Regions from separate parts of the Mus musculus genome. Here all the other regions are linked to region 4. The links are chromatin contacts, called in public HiChIP or PLAC-seq and promoter capture Hi-C maps. All regions are on one chromosome and are shown on one strand. Each heading gives the region's core, a stretch centred on a gene start, on an enhancer-like site or on the middle of the called end of the contact. The rest is flanking DNA. Distances are from core to core; before and after follow the strand shown. Region 1 holds the start of Tmem251 (transmembrane protein 251). Region 2 holds the start of Atxn3 (ataxin 3). Region 3 holds the start of Trip11 (thyroid hormone receptor interactor 11). Region 4 holds the start of Rin3 (Ras and Rab interactor 3). Region 5 overlaps Cpsf2 (cleavage and polyadenylation specific factor 2).

Region 1 (5,366 bases), core at 1,141-3,640, 460 kb before region 4:
TCATTTTCATTTTTGGTATGAGTCAGTATACACAGGTAAATAGTTGATGTTTGTACACAGCATGGGATGTTGTGTCAGTGGTGAGGAACTGCATCAGGCTAAAGTGCTGCTCTCATTCATAAGGTTGTTGTTGTAGCTCTAAAGCAATGACTCAAAAGCCATGGTTATTAAAATGGTGTGAAATGTGTTAGTACTACTACCACTGGATACCCTGATTTCACCCAGGAAAGGAACAATATCTCTTCAGTGATCTGTGCTGGTACACCTGGTGTCTGTGTTATTTCTAGACTTCAACCATTTCATCTGTTCAGTTCCTACATAGTTTTTCAAAGAACTATAGATTAGTGGTTTAGATAGCCATTACCCAAAAAGAAAAGAACAAATTCTGTGTATCTAAATAGCCATCATCATGGCTGGAAATGTAATTCAGTGGTAAAAGTACAAAAAGCAATGGGTTGGTGGTGGCACAAACCTTTAATCCCAGCTGTTGGGGAGGCAGGGGCAGGCAAGAATTTGAAGCCAGCCTGATCTACAGGGCAAGTTCCAGGACAGCCAGGGCACACTGAGTAACTGTCTTGAAAAGCACAAAGGCTTAGATTCTATCCCCAGCACTCTCCCCTACCTACCCACCTCCCCCGAAAAAAACAGAAAGGTGATAGCCATCTCATTAATTTTCTACCAATTCCATGTAAACTGAAAGCAGGATTAGTGTCTTAGTCTGAAAATTTTTAAAGCAAGCAAAGTAATTGTATAAAATTTAAATTTTATGATCATGGTCAGACCTTTTTACATTTAACACAATGGAAATATTTTCCCCAATGGAAAAATTTCTGAATCATACTATGTTGCACATAGAATAGAAATAAAAAAATTCAGGCGCTTATTCAAGTTTCTAAAGACTGCAGGTTACAAGCCACTATTTTACTTCCAAACTCTGAAGTCATCAACATGATTGTGTAGTACTATATTTCAGGCTTTACCTAAAAAGTCATTATTCAGATAAAGTAGTCAGTCCTCTTGTCACTTTTTAAGTCTCGTTCCACCACAACTTCCTGAGACCTGTGAAGAAACTGCAGTCTTGTGGTCAGCCACTATACAGTGCTGGCAGTCTTACAATAAGGGAAACCGGTGATGGGTGTTATGTGTCAATCAGTTGTAGTCTGCTGATCTGATTAGAAGCCTTGACAAATGCCTGATGACGATTGCAGATAACTGCCAAGCATATGGGGATAATACAGTAGCCCACTGTTTTGGGATCCGCTCTCGTACAAGAATAAAGGAACAAAAACATCTGTAAGTACGGAATCAAGAAAATAATTGTCCACAACCAAAAGGGCAGGGAAAGTAACCGAGCTTTCAAGGAGTGTGTCCATGTGGTTCCTTCCCGAGGCTCCTCAGGGTGCTGCAGAATGTGTTCCAAAGCCAACCTGTTGTAAGTCTCATTGATTTCAAAAACATAATAAAACGCTGCTGCACTTGCTAGCAAATACAGTCCCACTCCAATCCATCCCATCCGCTGACGGAAGTTCATCATTCTCCATGCTCTGTGCCTTCAATGCAAACACAGAAAAATTATTGTTAAGGTCTAATAATGTTGCCATGGCAACTATTCCAAGTGCACATGATTTAAATTCAAGAGTTCTGAAAAGCACGAGCATTTTAAGATTTAACAGCTGTAAACAGCTTACAGGTGGTTTTATATAACAGTTGTAAGCACATAAAAATACTGGTTTCAGTGTCTACTGAGTGCTGTTATTTATGTGAACCCCAGAGTGAATGAATCATCACTTCTTGCTTGAGTAGACCCAGTACACCTTCGTTTCAGATAATGAAACATCTAGTTTCCCCACAGGACGTTGCTCTTGACAGTTGAAATGCTTTCTGGCTTAACACTATTTCAGACGTGGGCACTGGGTTGAGTTCTACTCGTTAAACCAACGTCGGAGTCCCCAAGTTAAGACGGTAACTCTTTCAAACACTTACAGTGGTCCCGAAAATCTTCCTGTTCCCCCTGCAAGCGAGCAAGAGTCACTCAGTTCTGAACAGTCAGGTGCCTTTGGCATTTCAGAACAAGCCACCTTAAGAGAAACCCTCTGGGTCGCGCAGCTGAAGAAGGTGAGCGCGGCGGCGGGAGCACGAGCTAGTAGTGATTAAGCTCAGCGTGACTACGGCTGGTCACGCGGCGGCGGCGGGCCCCGTCGCCCTCCGGAGCCCCAGGCGGGGGGAACCACCTGGAGATGCCGGGCCCGCCCCCCACTGCACCCGCCGCCGAGCTGAGCTGGGCAGTGGCGCCAGGCTTGGCCTGCAGAGGCCCGAGCTCGGCTCCCGGCCGGACGCCGGGCCAGCCTGACAGCCAAGCCGAGCAGCCCCGGGTCTCACCTTCCTGTCCTGAGTGGCCCGCCCGCTCGCAGTCCCGGATACCGCCGCATTCAGAGCTTCCGTCTAGGGCCGGAAACGCGCGCCGGCCTCTCATGACGTCAGGCTGTCAGCTTCGCGCCGCCTCCAGAGGCGGTTGTCTGTTCCCTGAGGCGTTTGCTGCGGTCGTTCTTCTGCCCTCGGCCGGGAGGCGGGCGCGGGGAGCCCGGGTCTCTCCTAAACCCCGCAAAGGTCAGACGTCCTCTCCGGGACCCAAGCGATGTATCTACGGGCAGGTGATCCTGATGGCGTTCGTTTCTAAGCGCCTGTGGCGGGTGGGCGGAGGAACTGCTCGGGAGTCAGACACGGTTAACTTAACGTGGATGCTCTGTTTTCTCAGGCTCCCGGACCTCTGCGTGTTAAAGAGACGAGCACGCACATCACTGTAAGCGGCGGCGGCGGCGGCGGCGCCCTGGTCGAATTAGAATTTAAATACTCTGAGCACCATGACACTGAGACTTCTAGAAGACTGGTGCAGAGGGATGGATATGAATCCTCGGAAAGCACTATTGGTTGCCGGCATCCCTCCGACCTGCGGAGTGGCAGACATAGAGGAGGCCCTGCAGGCTGGCCTTGCTCCCTTAGGGGAACACAGACTGCTTGGGAGGATGTTCAGGAGGGATGAGAACAAGAATGTAGCCCTGATTGGGCTTACAGTAGAGACTGGCAGTGCCCTGGTCCCCAAGGAAATACCTGCAAAAGGAGGTGTCTGGAGAGTGATCTTTAAGCCTCCTGATACTGATAGTGACTTTTTGTGCAGATTAAATGAGTTTTTAAAGGGGGAGGGCATGACGATGGGTGAATTAACCAGAGTTCTTGGGAATCGGAATGACCCTCTCGGCCTAGACCCGGGCATAATGATCCCTGAAATTCGAGCACCCATGTTAGCACAGGCATTAAATGAGGCCCTTAAGCCTACCCTGCAGTATCTGAGGTACAAAAAGCTGAGTGTGTTCTCAGGCAGGGATCCTCCAGGACCAGGTGAGGAAGAATTTGAATCTTGGATGTTTCATACTTCCCAAGTAATGAAAACATGGCAGGTGTCAGATGTAGAGAAAAGAAGGCGGTTGATAGAGAGCCTTAGAGGTCCAGCATTTGAAATTATTCGAGTCCTCAAGATAAACAACCCCTTCATTACAGTTGCAGAATGCCTGAAGACGCTTGAGACAATATTTGGGATTATTGATAATCCTAGAGCATTGCAGGTCAAATACCTTACTACTTATCAGAAGACTGATGAAAAGCTGTCTGCCTATGTTCTAAGGTTGGAGCCTTTATTGCAGAAACTGGTTCAGAAAGGAGCAATTGAGAAAGAAGTTGTGAATCAGGCCCGTCTAGACCAAGTCATTGCTGGGGCAGTCCACAAATCAGTTCGAAGAGAGCTTGGGCTGCCGGAGGGTAGCCCAGCCCCAGGCTTACTGCAGTTGCTGACACTGATAAAAGATAAGGAGGCCGAAGAAGAAGAGGTCCTCCTTCAGGCCGAATTAGAAGGCTATTGCACTTGACCCAAGACCCAAGGCTGTCATGAGCAGAACAAGATGGAAGAGCTCATTGCAGAGATCAGCCCATCCACTCTTTATGCTGCCAAAGTAACTCGCCCTTTGTCGTGTTGTTTACTGAATGTCTCCCCAATGTTTTACTGATAAAAATGATGTCATTCTACACTGATAATTATTTAAATCAAAAGACCATTCTGCTAGTACAGTGTCCCAGCAAGTCAAAAGTTTATATGCATGTTTAATAGTCATATGTGATGGTGCTATCAGTTATCAATAGTTTTCAGGTGTTGCCCACATTTATGCTGAAGACCCTGAGCCAAGGCTGGTTAAGATATTTAGTTTCTTTTATTAAAATCAGTTATCGATTCTGTGCAATCAAAAAGCACAACTGAATGCTGTGGTCAGTTCTACAACTAGTTTTAGGTTTGTGACTATCTGATATGTTGCCAAAACGTCTGCTTCTAAATATCATTTTCTTGGAGTAATAAAGAAATGATAATAAAATATTTGATCTTTGTATACATTGTAATACTACATTTGAAGGAAAATAATTTTTTGGCTTTGTTTTTAAGACAGTTTCTCTGTGCAGCTTTAGCTGTGCTGGAACCCACTCTATAGACCCAGGGTAGTCTCAAACTCAGAAATGTGCCTCCTGAGTGCTGGAATTAAAGGCCTGCACAACTACACTAGGCTGAACAAAAGTTTTTATAGTGTGAATCTGAAAGCCACTGAAATTACAGACTTAGTTCTTTGAACTCTTGGCACCTAGGGGATAGGAACTTGCTTGTTTGACAGGAACCAGACTATAAACAGATTGTGGCGAGTAGTAGGCCCATCAATATTGAATTTTGAGGGAGAAAGGGAAGATGAAGGTTTGTGTTTTTCCAACCCTGGTGCTACACACCTATAACCCCAGTGCTTAACAAGTAAAGCCAAAGTCAGGAAGACTGGCCTCTCAAGGCCAGCCAGAACTACAGAGGGAGGCCCTACCTCCAAAGAGAAAACTACATACAGGGAAACTAAGATCACCTGGGAAATGGATGTATGCCCAAGACGAAGCAGGCAGTAATGAGAGCTGTTCTGGTTCTTGCAAAGCTGCTGTTCTCTCTACTAAGGGAGGGAACTACACAAAGAATCAAGGCCAGACTGTCACCGTGTGTACATGTAGTCTTGGGAGTGTGATAGATTACTCTGAGTTAGGAATACATGGAAAGTTTCCTTATGTTCTCCACTGCAGAATGGCATGTGGACTCTTGAGAGCTGTGATTCTGCTCATGTTTGTATAGTGGCTTAAGATACATTATGCACTGTCCTGCAGGTCACTCATTTGCTGCCTCGGTGAGAAACTTTACATTTTGTATAGACACACAAGCATTAATAAATGCCACGCCTCTTCTGTATGTGAGACCCTAAGCTGAGGGGGTAAACTCGACAGGATAATCCCTGCTTTGA
Region 2 (5,362 bases), core at 2,064-4,563, 320 kb after region 4:
CATTAAGAGGATATGACTGTGTCCTGGTCATGAGAGTATAGCTGTCCCCTACAAGAGAAGCACATGCTCTTAACCATGGAGCCATCTCTCCAGCCCTCCAGTTACCCTTTAAATAAGTGTATCCCTATAAAGGAGGCTGAAGGGAGCTTGCTGGTCCTCTTTACTCTTCTGCCACATAAGGACACACAAAAGGCACATCAATGAAAAAAAAAAAAACTCTCCTGAGACATTTGGTCTGCTTTAGCCTTCACCTTGGACTCCCCAGACTCCATAACTGAGCATTTAATCTCTGATGGTAATTTACCCTGTGCAGCCACTTATAGTAGCCCAGCTTCATATACTCACTTGAACAATTACATCTTAAAAAAAAATCAAAACACTAGTAAACACTGCATTTTCTTGTTAGGAGGCTGTATTTTCCTGGTTAAGCCACAATTCCTTAAGCACATAGGCTATCCCCATGTTGTGTGACACTGTTCCTGGAGAACTGTGAACATCTACCCAGAGAACTGATACCACCAAAGTCCAACTTGGTGAACCAATCAGTTTTATTGAGATTACTAACTGGAGCAGAAATGACACCAAAGCCCACTCCAGCAAGTCAACAGCTCACAAAATCTGGAAACATGGGTCACACTACATACCTTGCAGATAGCTTAACAGAGTGAAATGTCCCTTACAGGCAATGTGGCTCATCTTTGCAGGCAGTTCAGTTGATGTGAGCCTCTTCTAGGCAACTCTGCTTCTTGGAGAGTGTCTCTCAGTAGTCCTACTGTTTATGTATGCTTGGGGAAGGAGGAGCCTAGTGAATCTTGTCAGTTTCAGGGACTTCCTGAAGCCTCCTAGTTGTTTACTTTCTGAGCTAAAGACACCCTTCTGTAAGACTAAATGTTCTCCCTGTTCTTAGAATATTCTATGACCTCACTAGCTTCCTTGCATGATGGACTTCATCTCCCTTTAGAATATCCTTTGTGGTAAAGAGCTTCCCTCCAATAAGGACAGCTCTACCTTTTGTTTTATCTCAAGAGGAAACTGCATACAAAATAGTCAACAAATGATATGGCAGCTCCTTGAATTAGCTAGCTGGTTGTCACTGGCAGTCTTTATTTTCTTGCCTCTCACTTCCTTTCTTTTCTTGAACTTGTCTCACAAAAATGATCTCAACAACAAAACTGAGCAGTTTCTTTTGAGTCTTTCTGCCCCTGGACTTCCTGGGAGCATGTGACACGGACTTGTCCTTGAAGCATTCCCCCGTGGGCCTTCCACTTCAGTACACTCAGCAGCATTTGCACCCTTTGTGCCTACTGCTCTATCTTCAGGGCTTAGCTCTCCATCCTCTTTTCAATCTCTTCCTTTTCTCTAAGATTATACTCAGCGTTTATGGTTTTAGTTACCTTGTGTTTTAAATTTGTTTCTTTATATTTCATGTGTAGGGGTGCTTGCCTGCGTGACTGTCTGAGCATCCCTGTGCATCCCAGGTACATTGCAGAAGCAACAGATCCCCTGAGTCTCGAGTTACCAACTGCTGTGAGCCTTTATGTGGGTTCTGAGAATCAAACCCAGGTCCTGTACAAGAGAAGCAGCAAATGCTCTTAAGGACACACCCATCTCTCCAGCCCTTCTAAACAGCAATGACTCTCACCTCACAGCTTAAAACAGCTTCTGAAAACTCCAGGCCTGTCATCTATCACTCTACAGAAGGACTGTCTTAGTTAGGGTTTTACTGCTGTGAACAGACACCATGAACAAGGCAAGTCTTATAAAAAAAACAACATTTAATTGGGGCTAGCTTACAGGTTCAGAGGTTCAGTCCATTATCGTCAAGGTGGGAGCATGGCAGCATCCAGGCTGTCATGGCGCAGGCAGAGCTGAGAGTTCTAAGTCTTCATCCAAAGACTGCTAGTGGAAGACTGACTTCCAGGCAACTGGGGTGAGAGTCTTAAGCCCACACCCACCGTGACACACCTACTCCAGCCAGGTCATACCTATTCCAACAAGGCCACACTTCCAAATGGTGCCACTCCCTGGTCCAAGAATATACAAACCATCATAAGTACCTTTAGTTGCAGAGATATTTAAGCTCAGTATTTTCTAAATTAAAAGCCTTTTCTTCTCTTCCCAAGACCCTACTCATTCTGTAAAGTATTTCTGGTTGGAGTATCACTTCTGCTTTACATGGTACCTAGAGCAGAAACCCACAAGTCTTTCCTAACAATACCCCCATCCCACCCCAGTCCCTCATCAAAGTCTTCTGTTTCCTAAAGCTTCAAAGTGGTCTCTCTCCATTCTCAAATCACTACTGGAGTCCTGACCACCAGAGTCTCTTCATTTCTCCCCAAATGCCTTTCAAGTATTGTTCCCCAGTGATCCTCTAAAATCCTAATTTGACCCCATGTCTCTAGTTTTAAAAATCTTTAACCGCCTGTAGCTTTTTTTTTTTTTTTTTTTTTCCCGGTAGGGAGGTGGTGGACAGGGTCCTCCTATGTAACCCTGGCTACAGGCTGGCATAGAGCAGCTGTCCTCCAACACAACATATGCCTTCCTTACCTTCAGGTACAATGAGCCTTTAGGAGACTGGGCCTTTGCTACATTGAAGAACCTAAAATGGTTCCACCATACAAGATACAACGCCCAATACAACGCTTAATCTTTGTCAATCCCCCCCTCCCCACCCCCATCCCCTGCGCGAGCCACTCAATATTTTGCTGGATTTTTCACTTCCTCACCAACGCTTCCTCCTTCAGAGATGGCGTATTTACCCCAGGACCTGATATTCATTCCAACAGCCAACTATGTTGGACAGTGTGCTGTGCTAATTTCTTCGTACCTACATTTCTTTATTTGTATAATATTACAAAAGACACACACACATCAAAAAATGCCGTATTAAATTGCGCTTACAACTGGACTATTCTAAGTCAGTCCTAACTAAACATTAGCTATAGTTTTTACACAAATATTAGGTATGTGGAGAATGCCTCTTCTGGAATGAAGTCTTCAGTGGGAGAGGAGTTGCTCACATAAAGATGAGGAGAAAGGACCAAAGAAGGTGGAGATGGAAAAAAAAAAAAAAAAGAAAAAAAAGAACCTAAAACTTGGCTGCGAGGATTCTCTTCTAGAACCCTAGAATCACAAGATTGTCCCGCGTAGAGAAGTTCCTCCGCACAGCAGGCGGCGCCGCAGCATCACGCTTGCCGCGGGGAGGACCAACGCCGCCCAGGTCACGTGTCCCGTGCTCCCGGGTTCGCGTGCCTCGTGACGTGCGCCCGCAGTAGTGATTGGTTGGCGAGAGGCACGTGGCTAGGGCGGGGCGGACCGGGGCTGAGGGGTGGGGCCGGGGGCGGAGCTGCTGGAGGGGGCTGCTCCGCGCCGGGGCCGTTGGCTCCAGACAAATAAACATGGAGTCCATCTTCCACGAGAAAGTGAGTGTGGGCGTTCGGTGGGGAGCCGTCCTCGGCTCGGCGGCGGGCGTGGGGAGCAGCGACGCCGCTTCAGGAACTCAGGCGGGGCCCGAGCGCCCCCATCCCGACCTGGCTGGGTGAGGGGTGCTTCCTGCCTTCTCCCCATGGCTCCGCTCGTGAAGCCTCCCGCATGCGTTCCCGGCACCCTCGCCCTAGAAGACCGGGCGGGTAGCCTGGGCATTTCGGGGGGCTTCACCCGGAGGATTAGCGCGGGCGTTCCTTGTCCACTTGCCACACCTTTTCGGGTTTCTTCTCTCTTCTCTCTTAGGGTCTAGTCTAGCGAGTCGCCTTTTCAGCACCTGGCGGACCCTTCCCAACTCCACCCACGCCCCCTAACCTGTCCTCTGGCAGATCCAACTTTCTCTCTCAACTCAGTTCTATAATGGAATGCTCCATGCATTTAGATCTTGATTATCCATCCCACGTCTTTCTGCAGTTGTGACCGTGGCTTTCCCATTAAAGGGCCTGACACTTCGGAAGTAAAGTAGGAAACCCCGGAGGGAAGTCGTCATAAGAGTTTTTATTACGGGGATGTTTGGGTTGTTCTCCCATTTTTCCGGACCAGGAGGCCAGCTTTGTTTTTAGGTATTATGGATAGATTAGAATCGTTCTACTGTGTGATTTGGCTTAGTCTCTTCCTCACCTTAATTCCTAAGTGACTACGCTTAAAAGTATTGCTGTGACATCTTGAGAAACTGGTCTATGTTCGCATACAATTATCAAGTCATTTGGGTGTTTCTCGGACAACCATGTTTCATAATCATTTTAGGTTTGGAGAGGGTTGCTAGTTGAGACTATTATTTCGTTGGGAGCAAAGGCCTTTGTTTTTATCACTTGTAAAGGAGCATTGACTCATAGTGTTTAAAATCCACGCACAACAAAAAGACAAAAATGATGTGAATCTAAGGACGTTGTTAAATGAAGTGCTCTTAAGAAGACATTTTGAGTGTTTTGGAACTGGAACAAGTTAGTTTGTGACAGGATTTCTTGTAGCCCAAGTTGGCTCCAGACTCCCATCGTCCTGTCTCTGCCTCCTGAGAGCTGGCTGGGATGATGGCCACGTGCTATGACTGAGTGAGCTCCCCCTCCCGGCCCCCTCCCCACATTCATTTGTAATTAATTTTCCAAAGGTTTTGGAATAAGACCCATTTTAAACATGTTATATTTTGAACACTGTATACACTGCTTCATGAGACTCTTGCCATTCATTCTATTTAAAAAAAAAAGTTACTGTTTGTGTGTATGTGCTGGTGTGGAGGTCAGGGAGGACTTTATAAAGTTCTCTCTTCCCAACTTGGTGTGAGTTCCGGGTGTCTCAGGCTCTTAGCAAGCCCGTTTACTCACTGAGTCATCTCTAGGGTGAATGAAAAAAGAAATGGGAAGGACATGACTTTTCCTAGGGATGGCGGAGGAGAAGGTTTATTAAAGAGATTTGGGAGAGCAGAGCCAGGGGCAGACATATTTGGGAGAACCCAGAGTGGTCTTGACCCTGAGGGGAAGGGAGAAAAGGGAAGGAAATACAGCAGCCAGGAGCCAAAGTTGCAAACCATACAAAAAGAGGGTGGGTAACCAAAATGTATGGATTACATAGGCAAGAGCCACTAGGGGAAGGGCAGCATAGTCCATGCTCTGGAGAGTTCAGGGTAGAGGGCCGGGTATACCAGCCATACCCTGTAACAGGAGGGACTAAGGGATGCTGGGACAACCTGGAGGCCAGGTCCACTTCCATATGTTAAATAGGTACCTCAGCCACTAAGCCTGGGATTAAAACTTAACATAGGGCACTTAAACAATGCATTAAAAAATTATTTTTGGCCAGCAATGGTGGTATACCTGTTTTTGATATTTTATTTATTTACATTTTATTTATTTATTTTGGTTTTTCGAGACAGGGTTTCTCT
Region 3 (5,759 bases), core at 3,167-5,666, 370 kb after region 4:
AGAGATAGGTAGCCGTCTAGAGTGTGAGGCCAGCCTGGTTTAGGTGGTAAGCTCAGGCAACATAGCAAGGTGGAGGTGGTGCAGATGGCAGTATTTTTCTGAGGCATGGTGCTTCTTCCTGATGTGTTGGGTTTAATTGTGCTGTGTTGGTCTTGCTACTTCCTGAGTGATGAGATACTTGGCTCAGTCTAGCTATTGGGGGTGTTTGGCAAGAAAAGGGAAAGTTGTCTGTGATGGTTAATCTTAACTGTCAACTTGGACTGCCTAGGAAGAGGGAACCTCAATTGAAGAAGTCCCTCAAACAGAGTGGGCTGTGGACATGTCTGTTGAGGCTTTTTTAAAAAATTACTTGGTGCAGAAAGATGAGCTTCCTTCCCTGTTGTGGGTGGTGCCATCCCTAGGCAGGTGGGCCTGTACCATAAAGAAAGGTGGCTGATTATGAACCTGGGTGTGAGCTTGTAAGCAGCATTCCTCCATGATGTCTGCTTCAGTTCCTGGCTTGAGTTACTGCCCAGCCTTTCCTCAGTGATAGATAGTGACCTGAGAGTTAACAAGATGAAATAAACCCTTTCCTCCTCCAACTTGCTTTTGGCATAGTGCTTATCACAGCAACAGAAGAGCAATCTAGAACAGTATTTTAAACTCAAATGTTAAGTGCATTTGTTTTTTAAACTTACTAGAAAAAACCAGGCATCTATAAAAACAAGACTGGTATGATTAACAACTGTATACTCATAACCTAATTTCAATAATGACTAATTTCTGACAACTTATTTTGAGACATCTCACTTTGAAACAACATCTCATCATGTTACTCCGGATAGCTTTGAGCTTGTATGTAGACCAGGCTGGCCTGGGGCTCACAGAGATCCATCTGCCTCCTGAGTGCTAGGAGTAAAGGCATGCACCACTATGTCTGGGCTCTGATAAATTTTTAAAAATTATTTATTTATTATATGTAAGCACACTGTAGCTGTCTTCAGACACCCCAGAGGAGGGGGTCAGATCTCATTAGGGTTGGTTGTGAGCCACCATGTGGTTGCTGGGATTTGAACTCAGGACCTTCGGAAGAGCAGTCAGTGCTCTTAGCTGCTGAGCCATCTCTTCAGCCCCTGATAATTTTTTTTAATGCATGTATATTCATGTTTGTGTGCGTGTATGTGTGTTCATGTGGCAGTCAGAAGACAACTTCAGGTGCTCTCTTCAGGAAAGCCATACTTCTTTTTTGAGGCAGGGTATCTCACTGACCTAGAGTTTACCAGTTAGGCTTGCTTGGTTGGTCAACAAGCCCCAGTGCCCTTCCTGTCTCTCCAGCAGCGTGGCACATACTTATGCTACATGACTTACCTTTTTTATGTGGATGTGGTAGTCAGACTTAGGTCCTCATGTCTGTGAAGCAAGCATGTTGCTTAACTGAGCTATCTCTTCAGCCCAGTTTTTGACAGTCTCCTCTCATGATCTCCTATTTTTTTTTTTTTGAAGTACATTCACGATAGCATACTACTTATCGGGGTATAACATTAAGGATCTTGGGCTATAAAAAAAAAAAAAAACCCTGAATGAAGTTTTAGAATGGGGGGGGCGGTTCTCAACCCCTTTGGGATTGGATATCACATATCTTTCATATCAGATATTTACATTATGGTTCTAGCCAGATTCCTAACAGTAGCAACATTACACCACAACATGAGGAACATGAGGAACTGTAGTAAAAGGCTGCAGCATTAAGAGGGTTGAGAAGCACTTATTTAGATGTTAGCCCAAATGTTATCATTCATTTGTCCTAAAAAATGGTGCAAATCTTACATTTGCATCTTCTTCATTAACTCCATTGATTTTGTAGCACATTGTGACTTTATCGACGTGTGTTTACTGCTCTAGAAGTGGTGAGGCCTGGAGAATGGAGCTGTAAAATGAGGCAGACTAAAATCTCACGCAATAGACAACTTTATTCCGGTCTTCAGACATCATACTATGAAGATTAAGAGGCACATGAGCAAAGTGTACAGTCAATCACAAGGGCAAGCACCATGCAAGAACATGTGTTTTTCCCATAGAGGCTTTTAAATAAATACCAACAGCCAGTTGCAATGAATAATCTGAAGTAAATTCACTCAATGCACTACACCTGGGAGGCACACATAAGCACATTCCAGTTCAGGGGTTTTGAGGAAGCTGAGGTCATGTAAATGTCACTCATTTCTTCAGATGAAGGGATGACATGAGAGCTGTAGCCAAGCTGTGTGAATACAGGGCTTGGGCTGAGCCCAGAGTGTTTGCCTGTTCTATCCCTAGGCCTAGGCTAGGAAGCTTCAAGCCTCTGCGTACAATCTAATCTTCCAAGCTGACTGATTCAGTCTTCTCTTGGTTTCTGACTGAATTGCTCTGCTTGGCTTTATACTTCACTTTGGCAACATGTTCTAATCTTCTGGCTCCTTCTCATTCTCTGGCTCCTTCTGTCATCACTTGTGTCTAACCTGTTTCTGTAAAACCATCCTGGTAAAATCTCCACACACACCTGTCTCCCTGTCTCAGTCTCTGTGTCTCTGTCTCTCTCTCTCTCGTAGCCTCTTTCCTCTGCTGTTCTGTGAGTTGGATGTATCCTATCTCTGACTCATTCTGTCAAATCTTTCTCTGGTTCGTCACATTGTCCCTTAATTAGACATCACTTTCAAACAAGGCTGCTTCCTTCTACAAACTTGCCTTATCTTCATGTTAGGGATTAGAGGTGTGTACTAAGGGTGTGTCTGTATTCCAGCCAGACCATACTGTATTCCAGGGTTTTTCTGTATTCTGCCCAGTTCCTGTGGGCTTAGAAGATCTTTGGATGTGATCCCTTGTCAGAGCACCCATGGTGTTGGATTAAAATTCCCCTATAAGGTCATGAGATTCTGGTCTTGTCTTAGAGTTTTCTCCTAAGCACCCAGAATTCTCACAGGATTTCATTCTTGGACCATGTTCCAGCAGACACGGAGCTTTAGAGGATTTATACCTACAGAAAAAAGGAGATTACAGTTGCTAAACTTTTCAGTCATTCATGAACCCAACTAAATTCATGTCACTCATCACTCATCATTCTAGACGGAATAAAAGCCAGAGTCCTGTTCATGGGCTACTGGGCCCTTGGGACTCAACTTCTTCATGCCTTCTGGGTCCATACTTACAAATATTCCCCAATTCATTCTTAAGCCATCCTTGCCTTCTTATAAATTCTCAAAATTGCCAGGGGCCTCCAGCCAAAGGGACTTTATTATACTCAGTTATGTCTTATTGTCTAGATAAGCTATATGGGAGCGCCCCCCCCCCATAGCTGTATCTCTCACTTGCTCATTTCAAGTCTCTATGCAAGATTATCTTATTGTGGAGTCCTCAGCCATTTTCTACATCCCCAGGGCTCAACCTACTGTGGCATGCCCATACTCTCCTTACCTTACCCTGTTTTACTTTCTCCCTAACATTCCCTAGTGCCCAGAATTAACAGTAGACATGTTAAATCATTTGACGACTATATATACTACACTTAAAAACACTGTATTGGGCATGATGGTACATTCTTGTAATCCAGTACTCATGAGGTAGAAGCAGAAGGGTCATCAGTTCAAAACCAACCTGGATTATAGGAGAGCCTATCTCAAACAAGGGCTGAGGATGTGGCTAAGCCGAAAAGCCTCAATGCCTGTACAAGTCTCTGGATTTGATCTTCAGCACCAAAAATTCTCCATCATTCAAGCTGAAAGTGTAGCTCGTCAACCCCACCCCCAATGACAGTGTTCTGGCCTGCTGCTTCTCTTGGGTGTGTGTCTTTTCTTCATTTTCTTGTCTTCCTTACTACTAGCCACGTGTCTCTGTCCAATTCCTTGTTCTGGGACACGGAAGCTGAAAAACCCTCGGAGGCAACCCCTAAATTCAAATAGATATCTGGTGAAAATTATTCAGAGAGGGATCATTTGAGAGGCGGTCATGGGATCCCACAATCCTTTAAGTGCATGGTAACTGAAAACAAACACCAAAACAAGGGTTTTCTGCCTGGACATTTGAATTGCAACCCGCTTTTTCAGCTTTGTAGCCTCGTTTCCAACCCTCTGGCACGGATGCTCTTATATCCGCAGACGCTGGATAATAGAGTAATGCAGATGGATTGAGGTTGCTTCCCTGTGGGGTGGGACGACCCTATCGAATCCTAGCGATGCAATAGCTCTTGTAGACAGGATCAGAAGGCACTGTCAAGGGTTACTTCCTCTTACAAACAAAAGCAGCTGCGCAGGTGGGAAGAGCCACCGCCGCCGCCACTGCCTTTTCGGTCTCCACCTAAAGTTCCGCAGGTTACGCGGAAGTCACGGATCTGGCTGGCCCATTTACTTGGTCCTCCGCGATCCCACGGTCCTTCGCGCCCGGGACGCCTCTGGCAGCGGCCCTTCTACGCTATCGCGAAGCTTCTCTATGGTCACTGCCGCTTTCCCGGCAGTGTCATGGCGGCCGGCGTTGAGTTGGCAGGACTGGCCCACGAAACTGAGGAAAGTCAGTAAAGCTGAGAAAGAAGTAGTGCAGCCGCACGGCGGGAAGCCGTGGGAATGAGCAGAGGCCTCGCGGGGCCCACGGTGTCCACAACGGCGAACCCTTGGTGAAGCGTCAGGCCGGGCCTCGGCTTTCTGACGCGGCCGTTGGTGGGAGTGCCGTGTCCTGCGAGTCCTCAGCGTCTGGATCCGCACCAGCTTCGGCGTCCAGGGACATTTGGAGAGGACGTGTCCACCCGCAGCGATGTCGTCCTGGCTCGGGGGCCTCGGCTCCGGCTTGGGCCAGTCTCTCGGTCAAGTAGGGGGCAGCCTGGCTTCCCTCACTGGCCAGATTTCGAACTTCACGAAGGATATGCTGTTGGAGGGCACGGAGGATGTGCCAGGTAACAGCTGGAGCGAGGGCGGTGGGGCTCGGTTGGGATCCACTTGGTTCCGGGTCCGGTCGGTCGGCAGACGCGGACGGGTCCCGAAGGAGTCACTCCACGCTTTTTTCTCTGCTCTCCTCCCTTTACCTCCGTAGCCGCTTTTCCAGCCTTCAGGACCACGGTGGAGAATTCTGGACCTCTCCCCTCATTGAATACGCTGGATAGCTCAGCGAAGTGGACCTGCTGTTTCTATGCCGAATAGGGTTATTTGGGTGGCCCATGCCTATTACTTACTTCGCCCATAGTTTGGGGGCTGATCTCACTTTGATCCTATTCCTTTAGTATGACAACTAAAGTATGGCAATTGCCCTCCTTCCCCCCAAATACTTTGTAACATTAATTACTCAAGATTAAACACTTGATCTGGCTTTAGCACGTTGTTAGGGGAATAGGGCTGTTTTTCTATTCAATTGTTTTCTAATTTTGCTCATCTTGAAGACACTTTGCAGCTGAAAACGTAGTTTTGTGTAGGATGGCACATTCTCCCATACTTTTGGAGAACTTTATCTTTTGAGAATCTTACCTACCTTTACTCACTTTAAAACTTGAAAAATATTGTGGTGTCTCTGTCTGTCTGTCTGTCTGTCTCTCTGTGTGTGTGTGTGTGTGTGTAAATGATGCACATATGCATGAGTGTCTACCTCATCGCCCGTGTGTGGAGGCCAGTAGACAACATTGTGGAGTTCTCTTTTCCCCTTTAGGTGGAATTTGAGGATGGAATTCCTTTTACTTTGCTTGAACGACAAACACCTTTACTCACCCATTCACCTGGCCAGGCTCCTTCCCTTATTTTTGAAGTCATCATCTTGCCGTCCTAATG
Region 4 (5,535 bases), core at 2,344-4,843:
CAGCAGAGATACTGTATAGGCTTCTTCACTTGTGATCTCTGGACCCCATCTGTGTTAGAATACAAGTGCCTCGTAAGATCTTAAGTTTTCTCCATAGACACTGGGACGCAAGACAAGCAGGCATCAAGAGAAAGGCAAGTACAGGGCAGGCAGAGGGTGGTGTGCCCAGACTCCTCCATGCCATGCTAACTGCACCTCTCCTCCACATCGCTGCGAATAAGAACCTTGATTGGCCCAGGCCCGGGTCTGTCTCTGCCAGTCAAGACTACCTGAGAACAAGAGACCCTGGAAGCCAAGAAGTCAGAGATAGCAGCAGACCTGTAGGAGCTGAGGCCCTGCTCTATGCACCTTAGCCTGGAAGACCTCCCAGTCTCAGAGCCTAGAGAGACTAAGGACACCTCTGTAGAACCTGTACCATGCCAGATCAGAGGCTCAGGAGACCCAAGTCCACCTTCCTCTTTTAGGATCTCTGTTGCCTCGTGGTTACATGGAATATAGATTGGGTCAGGCACATTTGTTCCAAGAGTGGAATCCTTTTACAAACGCAATCTTAAGTAAACCCTCAATGTAGCAAACCTAGGAAAATGCACTGGGTGTGCTTGCCAGAGCGGGGAGGTGTCCGGTGGCTGCCAGATCTCCCCTGAGGCTTGGAAACTTCCAGCTCTCACAGACTGAGGGATAGCATGACCCACTCGCCCAGGACTCCACACAGTCGGGTGTCTGAGCCCAGGGGGGTAGCCCTCTATCATCTCAGTCTCTCCTGCAATGTCCCTTTCCCTCAACTCTATTTGTCTAACACTGATCCACCAACACAGTCTGCCATCCTAACTTCTCTTGCCTCAAGTGTCCATCCTGGCTATGCCTGGCTTCCAGGCTATCATGCCCCTCCCCAACTACTGTCTGTCCACCTACAGTCTATCACCCTCTATGAAAACCTCTGCTGGGCCCTGTGCACTCGCCATAGACCTCCCAACCCCTGCAAGCCCTTGCTTTCTGCAGCACTGGCTCCCGCTAACCACACTGCCCCACCCCTTAGAATGTTCTAGATTTTCTAAACCTCTGCTGAATGTCCTCTCTTCCCAGTGACCTCTTCTGAGCACATACCTAGAATGCTCGGAGGGTTCCTCATGCCTCCTGCTCAATTTATGTCCCCCGAGAACACTAGCCAGTGGGCAGAGACTGCTTTAGGAGTTATTAACAGTCTTAAATGAATGGTGGAGCTTAGCACAGTGGGTGGAAAAAAATGTGGCTGCTACCAGTGTAGCCAGCGACCCATGTGCATCTCTTTTCCCAGACAGCCGTTTAAACAAGAAGCAGAGCTTGCATCCTAGGATTCAGAACTCAAGGGGCACTCTCCTGGCTGCTTGGGGTAGCAGTCCCCAGCTATCTGAATGTCTCTCACCCCAGAAAGAAGGGGGCTCTGGGCCAGTAGGGTGCAAGGATAGACTCAAAAAGCTTTCAGGACCAGTCCTGGTGGCAGCTGGGCCTAGGGGTGACTTGGGGTAAGAGGTCCCTGAGTATTTAGGTGTGAGGCTCAGGTGCAGGGTGTTTTAAAGACCTTAAAAAGGACCAGCCCCTGAGCAGGGACCAAGGCCATTAGAATTCATCCAATTCAATCCCAGTGAGGGAGGGGTTATAGGACTCTGGAGTTTCAGATGAGGCAGACAGATCACCCAGTTGGCAAAAGGAAGGGGCCCACCCAACAGATGTCAGTGATGCTAATCATAATAGCAGCTGAGGATGTCCCCTCCAAACAGCCTGTGAAGAGCAGTGACTACTGACTATCCTTGTTAGTAAACTGAGGCACAATGAAATCAATCACTGGTACAGAGGTAAACAAAGAAAGGCAGGAGGAAATGGGTCAGGCCAGGCCATCCTTGGGGAAAATGGGGAAGTAGATGAGATCAGAACCTGATTCCTCACCCTCCTTTTCTAGCCGGCTTTACCTTCCCACCCAGGGTATAGCAGTTACTTGCTCCCAGGAGACCCCTTCCGCATCGGAATTCCCAGTTTCCCAGCAGATGACATTTGTCTCCACAGAGATCACTTCCAAGGGAAACATCAACACAGAATTTCCGGGCTGTGGTTGTAGCTGGGATTGGGGGTAGGAGGAAGGAGGCAGCCAAGCCCCCCCCCACCCCCCCACCCCCCGCCCCAGGACAATCCCAGTCCCTCCTATCCGAATGGGGGCCAGTTACACCCTACTGTTCCCAAACCCTGGAGAGTACAAGATGTGTACAGATAGCGTTCCTGTTCTAAAGAGTGGAAGCTCAAAGAGATGAGGTCACAGAATTAAAACAGGCAGCCACGGGAATTCATCCGGGATCAGGCCCGGGACTTTTAAACGGAAATACAAAAAGTATGGTACCCCAGATTCGTCCATCATCCATGGCACCTCAGAAAGTGCTAGAAGACTTTCGCAGAAATCGCTTTCTACTCGGTGCAGCTTCAAACCCCACCCTTCCCGATCTTCTCTTAGGACTGGGCTGGGCGGGATGACAGGACATTCCCAACCTTGTGTAGCTCTGGGCAGTGTTCCAGGTCTTGAGGTGGGGGGTAGGGAAGAGCACAAAAGTAGGAATCCCTTCCGAATGGTTGTTCCCAAGCCATTTAATTTCACACACTTCAGACTGCATCTGCGTCTGGGTATCCCGCCAATCATTTGCACCCGAGCACTCTAGACCCTCCTCACACACCAGGCTCTTCAAAGGCCAGTCCAAAGGTCCCCAGCCGATCCAGTGGGGTGGCAGATGGGATCTGGTGGCGCCTCAATCCTCCAGGCAGAGAGTTAGCTGCTGGATGGGCCTGCCTAAAGTTGTAGGTGCTTCTTATCTACCACCCTACTCCCCACCCCCGCCCCCACCCCCACTCTCGGTCCCAGAACCTGAGGGCGCAAGCTGGGGTTTAGGCAGAGCAGCGGTGCTTCGTGGTGCATGGGGCTGGCTGGGCCAGGGCAGCGAGTGCTTGCATCCAAAGTTCAGCCTAGGCTAGAGCCATGGCTACACGGACATCTCGGGCTCGAACACACCAAACCCTCCCAGCCGCACATTGTGCACTGCTTCCCCCCCCCCCCCCCCCCCCCCCCGCTAACAAAGTCTGGATTTGAAAGTTTGGCCAAGTTCGGCAGTCACCAAGGCCGCCCCCTTTCCTTGCAGAACCTAGTTTCACCCTTAGTCCCTGCTGGGGGATCCGCACGCTCGTGGGGGGTGTTCATTTCAGCATGACATCCACGACGTCCCGTAGCCCTATCCGGAGCACCCAGGGCTCTCGGGGATCAAGCTGAGCAAAAGAGGCAGGACGCGGGCCACCTGGGGAGCGGCGGGCACGGGTTGCCACTTACCCGGCAGGGTGGGCGCTCGAGGGCGCTTCGGCGCGTCGCATCGTGGGGCAGGCGATTGGGGACGCAGCGACCTCCGCGTGGCGCTGGCGCTGTCCCTCGCCGAGGGCCGGGCTGGGCGCCGCCGCCAGCCGCGCGCCCAGTGGGGAAGCGCGGGGCCGCTGCCTTCCACTTCCTGGATCGCAGCGCGCGGGGCTCGCAGGAAGAGGCCGGCCTTGGTGGTCAAGGGTTTTTTGTCAGAAGCCATTCGGCCGTGGCTGCTCGTAGCAGGGAGCCCCCTGGGGCGCGCGGAAGCCGGGCCGCGCCCCTAGGGCCGGGCCTGGCGGCGGGCGGTGCCGGGGTCGAGGACAGCACGGACTGTGGCCGCCCGGAGCCTGCGAGCGAAACTCACAGGAAAGTCTCCAAGTTGGCACCGGATAGCAAGGCACTCAGGGCTGGCAGGTGACGAGGCCCACGGCCCAAATGGGACCTCCTTCATCCCGGGGGAGCCACGACCCATACCCACTCCCGCCCCCAAGGCGGGGCACCTCCTCCACGTCCCTGACAGGTGGCCATCCTGTCTCTCCTTGATACCTTCTCTGTTGATAAGATCACTGTTTAACAAAGCAGATATCGTCCATGAAGCCTGACATCTAAGGCACCTGTGCTGAGTACAGCACCCAGTGAGAGACTAAAGGAGAAAACTTGCTAGCTTACACAACAACCGCGAGTCGTAATGCCTCCTTTTTTAAGCGCCCAGACACTCAAAAATGTCTCCTGAGCTAGCTAAGCCTGTGAGACCAGGTAATAGCGGACCTCAAGATATCACCTTGTTTAATTCATTCCCAGCCTGGGCATTATTTAGACTGCTGGGGACAGATTAAATGTTTTGTGCTTGGGACTGTCTTGTGCATTGTGCATTGTAGGAGTAACCCAACTTCCATCCACATCCTTGGCCTCTACCCACGATTACACAGGAGTGCTAGAGTGTCCACACACCCTCACAACCACTTCTCTTTTGGCATTTCCTCCAAATCAGCCTGTGGAAGTGAGAGGAAAGGCTTAGTTAACAGTCTCCTGCTGGGAGTGGTAAATGGGCCAGCTGATTTGGGAAGCAGCCTTGGCAGTTCCTCAGAAGGGGAAACTACGTACCCAAAGGGGCTTATTTCAGCTTTCAATTCCAGGTTACAGTTCATTATGGGGAAGTCAAGGCAGGGGGAGGGGGGGGATGTCAAAAAGCTGGTCACATGACATCCAGAGCAAAGAGAAATGAATGTAACCATGTTTACCTGGCTTGTGATCAGCTCACTTTCTCCACTCTTACATAGTTCAGGGCACCCTGTATAGGGAATGGTGCTGCCCACAGTGGGTTGAGTCTTCCCGCACCAATAACTTAAGTAAGACAGTCCCTCACCAGCATACTCATAGGCCTAACTAAATGCAGACAATCCCTTACTGAGAATTTCTTCTCAGTGATTCTAGGTTGTGTCAAGTTGACAAATTAAAGCTATCTATCATAGTGTGTCCATGCAAAACCTTATATATGACTGTTCATATCAGCCTTTATTTGTGTTATCCAGAGCTGGAGCTAGAGTTCAGAGGTAGAATGGTTGCCTGGCATGTGTCTGAGAGGCCCTATGTTGAAGGAAGAAAGAAAGAAAGAAAAGAAATACAAACAATTTACAGTAGCCAGTATGTGGGAGCAACCAAGCATTCATCAATCGATGAATATGTAAATAAGATCAGGGATCATCAGTCAGGGACTGTTATTGAGCCACAGAAAGAATGGGGCCCCAACAATGGTGCTTCTGCACAGATGAGTCTTGAAAGCATGCTAAGTGACAGAAGCCAGTCGTTAAACACATTCCTTTTGCATGAAGTGTTCAGAGTAGGCAATTTCACGGAGACAAACAGTAAACTAGTGTTCGCTAGAGGTGGGGTGGGGTGGGGTGGGGTCGGGGAGTGGGGAGCAACTGGCAATGGCTATGGAGTTTCTTTGGGGGTGATGAAAATGTTTTTAAATTGACTGTGGTATTCATTGCACAACTTTGTGGCTGTGTCTGAAAACCATCAAATTATACACTTTAAGCTGTTGAATTGCATCCCAATCAAACTAGCTTTTCTTTTTGGAAGGCACAAAAAAGTGTGGTCTCCAGGGAGCAACCTTAGCCACTCTGACCTACACAACTTCCCCACCGAGCACTCAGATTGCTGCCAGC
Region 5 (5,250 bases), core at 856-3,355, 290 kb after region 4:
AATATTTTGTAAAAACACATTAATTTGCCTAATAAGTTGGTATTATTAGCACTGAAAAGATTTTATTGTTGCAATTTAAAAAGTTTAATAAAAGTCATAGAGCCCTAAGGAAATTTAAGTTATTTCCGTTGAGTGCTAAGTCCTACAAGCGCATTCTTTTTACAGTCTATGCAGACTTAACCTGAGTAGCTCAGAAGTTGCTCTTGAGAAAAGCGACTCACTCTTTCGACTGCTCCAGTTTCTTAGCAGCTTCTTTCTTGAGTTTTTCTTTTTCCACATATTCCTCAAGTTCTTTCCCTTCAAGCTTCACACGTTTCCTCAGCTAAGGAAATATAGACAAAAGCAAAGGCAGTGTCAGGAAAGCTGGGCAGCGGGCATGAGATGCGTCATCAAGTGAATTCTTCTCTGAAATTAGTCAGGTTTCCATGACACAACATTATAGCTCACTTAGACTACAGGTACTAAGAGTGAGCTGTGGGAGCTGACGGATTTATGTCAAACTTGTTACGTTACGCCAGTCAACTGGGGAAAGGAGGAGAGGGAAGGAGAAAAGTCACAGAAAGCCCCAAAGTCATAAGGAAAAAAATGGATAGAGAATACATGGAAAACACATAGAGAAAATAAAAGTCTTAAAATCTCACAGAACTGAAAGAAAAGATGAAAATACGGCTGTACTATGGCCGTCAGAAGCCATGCATTCCTAAGAACTCTCCATATCAAGAAAAAGATGCCACATCAAAAAGGACAAACTATGCAGAGGACACTTAAACAGTAAGGAACACGGACGGCTTATAGCCACAGACACATCACTTAATTTATTAGTGGTTGTTGACACAGGTAACACATAGAAGCTATCACAATTTGCTTAATCTGCAAGACTGGAAATGCCAACTGCTACCTGGGCAAAGGGTACTGTACTGGCTAGTTTTGTGTCAACTTGACACAGCTGGAGTTATCACAGAAAAAGGAGCTTCAGTTGAGGAAATGCCTCCATGAGATCCAACTGTAAGGCATTTTCTCAATTAGTGATCAAAGGGGAAAGGCCCCTTGTGGGTGGGACCATCTCTGGGCTGGTAGTCTTGGTTCTATAAGAGAGCAGGCTGAGCAAGCCAGGGGAAGCAAGCCAGTAAGGAACATCCCTCCGTGGCCTCTGCATCAGTTCCTGCTTCCTGACCTGTTTGAGTTCCAGTCCTGACTTCCTTGGTGATAAACAGCAGTATGGAATTGTAAGCTGAATAAACCCTTTCCTCCCCAACTTGCTTCTTGGTCATGATGTTTGTGCAGGAAGAGAAACCCTGACTAAGACAGGTACATTACAGTGTTTCCAGCAGATATTATTAGCAAACTGTCAGAAGATAATTTGCTAACAAAAATTAAACTGTGCTTGTCTTATGACATAGATCTTCCTATTTCTAGAATTCAATCTACTAAAAGAGATGTTTTTAAAAAGTATATAGTAGTAACATTTAAAATAATAAGAACTGGGCAAATTCATCAACATGCAACAACTGAATTAGCAGTTTTTATCATCAGAGTACCTTGAAAACTAGAGAATCCTTGGGGCTGGCGAGATGGCTCAGTGAGGAAAACACTTCACTGCCATGAAGGCCCCGTAACCTAAGCTCCAACCCTAGAACCCACTGTGCAAGGAGAGAACCAACTCCAGAAAGCTGTCCTTGGACTTCCATGAGTGCACCATGTGTATATACACGTGTATATACATAACGATTTAAAAACATAAAGAGACCAAGGGGCTCAGAGGTTGAGGACTGACTGCTCTTCCAGATGATCTGGCTACAATTCTTGGAATACACATAGCAGTACACAACTGTCTGGAGGCATACCCTCTTCAGGCCTCCATGGGCACGAGACATGCACGTGGTGCAGACATATAAGCAGGCAAAGCATCCACATATATAAAAGAATAAGAAAACAGTTAATGCAAACAGAGCCTAGATTTTAATTTGTGTGTGTGTGTGTGTGTGTGTGTGTATATGTTGGGAGATCATGAACTAGAAAGGGGATCATGGGAAAGGCAGAAGAGATATGAAGGGAGAAGTAGAGACAGTAATGGGATAAGCTTGGTAAGAGCAGAAAGAGGAACTATTTTGAGGAAGGAAGGGAGCGAGTGTGGGCAGGGGGGAGAGCAAAGCACAGCAGCTCATGTGTAGATGAAAATGCTATAATGAAACTCACCACTTTGCATGCTAACCTAAAAATTATTAGCAATTTTTCAATGTCAATTCACAAGGAATCAATGCAACATGTACTCCTGGGCACTCTTGGACAAAACTGGAACACGTGACTTAAAAGGACACTGTTGTACCAACCGGCTAGAGTTGGCAGGGTCAGAGTTTATCTCCTTTTTTCTGTGGCTCCTGTTTCCACATCATACACTGTAGTACTATCCAAGGTAAGGCAAGGCTAGAATAACTGCTATTTCTTTCAAAATGTGTGTGTAATGCTCTGCTTGTGTGATAAAGATGTGATACAGCAAATCCAGCTAAAACCCTGACAATTGGGTAGTTGAAACATTCACGCTATTTTTTTGCAACTTTTGGTTAAATTTGAAACTATTTCAAAATAAAAATTAAAAATTAATTCCAAATTAAGTGACAAATGCTCACAAATGTGGCATCTCACATTTGGCTAGTAGCTTACTTGAAACATGATTTAAAATTATAAAATGTTAGCAACTCACATAGATACCTTGCCCACAAATTTTAAATAAGTATTTAATTCCTTGATTTAACTTGTACCTCTTGTTTAAAAAAAAAAAAAAAAAAAAAGTTTGTCTTGGCCTCCTGGTTGGTTCAAACCTGTAATCTCAGAACTCAGGAGTCTTAGGGGGAAGAATTTAGAGTTTCTGGCCAGGATGAACTAACTATGTAACAAGACCCCATCTACATACATACATACATACATACATACATACATACGTCTGTTTTATATTCCAGTTCAGATATCTGAAATAACTGCTGTATTAATAAAGCTTCCAGAAAATCGGCCCTAAGATATATTGCTTCTACACTTGCACTATATCATTCCAAATTATGCTTTTTTCCTAATCTAGCCTAATTCCTTAATCCTAAACTTCCAGTCTGTTAATTGTTTTAACATTACTATTTTAAGATTACTGGGTTTCTTCTTCTAAATGATCAAGGCTTAGGTTTCTCAGACACTGTGTGTTCATGAAAAGTCAGACTCCATAGTAAACGCTGGTGTGTCAGTGACCTGGCCTGGTAGGAACTCAGCCTTTGTCATTGTGATGGTAACCAGCAGATTAGGATATTAGGCACTAGTCTGGCCACTCAGAATATGAAAAAATTTCCTCTTCTTCTGGAACTTTATTCAATTTGGTGGCAAAAGACAACAATAAAGAATACTTGGTAATAAAAACTAACAAAAATAATACAAAGTTGTACCAACTAGATAGTTGTAGCTGAGGCCCTTTAAACAGACTGAGAGGACAAGGAGCCAGCCAGGGTAAATCATGCGATTCTCCTACAGGCAGAACTGCTAAGGATAAGCAGTGCACTGAACAGTGTGTGTGGAATGTGCGTGGGTCAGAAGATTGGTTGCTTGCTGAGCGCAGTGGTATATACCCTTCTATCCCAGTACTTGGGAAGAGGAGGCAGGCAGATCTCTTTGAGTTCAAGGCCAGCCTGGTCTACAAAAACAGCTAGGATATACAGTGAGACCCTATTCAATACAACAAAACAAAACAATAAAAACCAGACCCTGTGTGACCACAGTGAATATGGGTTGCCCCCCTCCCCCAAAGCATAAGGAAATGACAAAGCACCTCTGTAGCAAAGAAACAGCACAGCCACCAGAGTAGAGACCAGAAGCAGCCTCCAGGTAAGAGAAAACATCTGACAACAGGCTGATACTCAGAACACACAAGGAACTCTCAAAACAGTAAGAAATCCACATGAGATGGTCTAGAAATGTGCAACAGGGGCTGGTGAGATGGCTCAGTGGGTAAGAGCACCCGACTGCTCTTCCGAAGGTCCAGAGTTCAAATCCCAGCAACCACATGGTGGCTCATAACCATCCGTAACAAGATCTGGCGCCCTCTTCTGGAGTGTCTGAAGACAGCTACAGTGTACTTACATATAATAATAAATAAATCTTTAAAAAAAAAAAAAAAAAATGTGCAACAGATTTAAACAGACGTTTCTCAAAAGAAGACAAATGGCCGACAGGTATGTGAGAAACTGTTCCGTGTCCCTAGCAGGGACATGCAGCTCAGACCATAAGAAGGGATTGCCTCACTCAGTAAGAACAATGATAATCAAAATGAAAAAAAAAGGGATAAGTGCTACAGGAAGTCACTGAAGAGCAGGGAGCCGGAGGGTCAGGACGGGGAATGGTGATAGCGACGACCTGGGGGCAGGCCCCATGGGAATGCTGTGTGTGAGAAGTCAGTTACCACAGCTACTGGGCAGTGTACACACTTCTGGAACAAGAGTGTGGTCTCACATGAGTCCATGGAAGCGCTGCTTTTCCTATGAAGAAGCTGGCAAGCTGGGGGCAAGAACAAGAGTACACACTGCTCTGGTGTGATCACAGTAGAGGGCAGGACATGGCGGTGGGAGAGAAGGAAGGAGGGTGTGAGCAGAGACAGAACCAGAGCACACTAAGTAGCCTTTTAAACGAAAGCCTCTCACTGCATGTTTCCGCTATTTCTGATATCATGAAGATGCTCTGAAATGCCATTTCCCTTCTTTTTGTTTTCCCAAACCTTTAATGTCCTTTTAATTCCTCAATGGCATATCAACTCTAATTGAGTTTCTAGTAATTAAAAATTTTAAATTCAGCATTTCATCTCTCATGAAACCATTTCAAGTACTTCTCAGTTCTTTTAACTTGGTATTTCTAGGCTATTAAATAACCCAAGACAGTATTTTACTTTGATATGGTTGCTGATGATCCTTGATCAGCAATGCTGCAGCTACAGTGAATATTTGTCAGACTTGGGTTGCTGATATTATGCTCTTCTTAAATGACCTATTATATAAGGTGATACCGCACAGCTTCTCTAAAGTAAATATTCCTCCAAATGCTGCTCCAAGGACACAATACAAAATAGCCAACCCTAAAACCATGCAGAGTCAGGCCCATAGCTACAGGCCAACCCTAAAACTACAGAGGCCCACAGCTACAGGCCAACCCACACAAAATGATGGCTATGAGCTTCTGAGTCGACAATACTGATGTGGAAAACTGACAGATTTGATAGTTTGG

Evidence for each region. HiChIP or PLAC-seq counts read pairs in DNA pulled down with a chosen protein or histone mark. Capture Hi-C pulls out chosen DNA fragments and counts their contacts.
Region 1: a contact with region 4 is called in an HNF4G HiChIP or PLAC-seq map of pancreatic cancer cells. The contact joins the promoter of Tmem251 here to the promoter of Rin3 in region 4. A contact is called at or near these places in 3 of 115 datasets of contacts at active chromatin or transcription factors (bone marrow-derived dendritic cells, extraembryonic endoderm stem cells and pancreatic cancer cells) and 1 of 9 other capture datasets (liver).
Region 2: an H3K27ac HiChIP or PLAC-seq map of bone marrow-derived dendritic cells shows a contact between it and region 4, with 4 times the contacts expected there. The contact joins the promoter of Atxn3 here to the promoter of Rin3 in region 4. A contact is called at or near these places in 5 of 39 promoter capture datasets (the C10 cell line, the HPC-7 cell line, cranial neural crest and 1 more), 1 of 484 Hi-C or Micro-C datasets (CD4 T cells), 2 of 115 datasets of contacts at active chromatin or transcription factors (bone marrow-derived dendritic cells and pancreatic cancer cells) and 2 of 9 other capture datasets (adipose tissue and liver).
Region 3: a promoter capture Hi-C map of liver shows a contact between it and region 4. The contact joins the promoter of Trip11 here to the promoter of Rin3 in region 4. A contact is called at or near these places in 2 of 39 promoter capture datasets (neutrophils and pre-B cells), 1 of 115 datasets of contacts at active chromatin or transcription factors (pancreatic cancer cells) and 1 of 9 other capture datasets (liver).
Region 5: a contact with region 4 is called in an H3K4me3 HiChIP or PLAC-seq map of bone marrow-derived macrophages, with 4 times the contacts expected there. The contact joins the enhancer-like site here to the promoter of Rin3 in region 4. A contact is called at or near these places in 16 of 39 promoter capture datasets (the 3T3-L1 cell line, 3T3-L1-derived adipocytes, the C10 cell line and 9 more), 5 of 484 Hi-C or Micro-C datasets (LSK cells, bone marrow-derived macrophages, conventional dendritic cells and 2 more), 7 of 115 datasets of contacts at active chromatin or transcription factors (bone marrow-derived dendritic cells, bone marrow-derived macrophages, cardiomyocytes and 4 more) and 2 of 9 other capture datasets (adipose tissue and embryonic stem cells).

Annotation. Positions count from the first base shown.
Region 1 is chr12:102,740,784-102,746,149 of GRCm38.p6, reverse strand. Tmem251 (transmembrane protein 251) reads right to left here and starts at 2,390. Exons shown (of 2, transcript NM_177140.4): 1 at 1,984-2,390; 2 at 744-1,550. The coding sequence starts at 2,063. The coding sequence ends at 1,139. Gm20604 (predicted gene 20604) reads left to right here. Exons shown (of 2, transcript NM_001142939.1): 2 at 2,756-5,366. The coding sequence ends at 2,778. Moap1 (modulator of apoptosis 1) reads left to right here and starts at 2,489. Exons shown (of 2, transcript NM_001142937.2): 1 at 2,489-2,607; 2 at 2,756-5,366. The coding sequence starts at 2,862. The coding sequence ends at 3,920.
Region 2 is chr12:101,956,194-101,961,555 of GRCm38.p6, reverse strand. Atxn3 (ataxin 3) reads left to right here and starts at 3,313. Exons shown (of 11, transcript NM_029705.3): 1 at 3,313-3,422. The coding sequence starts at 3,399.
Region 3 is chr12:101,911,828-101,917,586 of GRCm38.p6, reverse strand. It overlaps Trip11 (thyroid hormone receptor interactor 11), which reads left to right and starts at 4,416. Exons shown (of 21, transcript NM_028446.1): 1 at 4,416-4,897. The coding sequence starts at 4,759. Gm20036 (predicted gene, 20036) reads right to left here and starts at 4,920. Exons shown (of 2, transcript NR_152255.1): 1 at 3,610-4,920; 2 at 1,934-2,992.
Region 4 is chr12:102,281,132-102,286,666 of GRCm38.p6, reverse strand. It overlaps Rin3 (Ras and Rab interactor 3), which reads right to left and starts at 3,593. Exons shown (of 10, transcript NM_177620.4): 1 at 3,341-3,593. The coding sequence starts at 3,381.
Region 5 is chr12:101,991,891-101,997,140 of GRCm38.p6, reverse strand. It overlaps Cpsf2 (cleavage and polyadenylation specific factor 2), which reads right to left. Exons shown (of 15, transcript NM_016856.3): 9 at 222-322. Among named protein-coding and RNA genes, the nearest start is that of Cpsf2, 19 kb to the right of the region's middle. Within about 2 kb of position 2,105, at least 56 of the 459 cell types and tissues checked have an H3K27ac peak or open chromatin away from gene starts, as enhancers often do. A contact at or near this core is called in the HPC-7 cell line, adipose tissue, bone marrow-derived dendritic cells and 3 more, where this site is marked.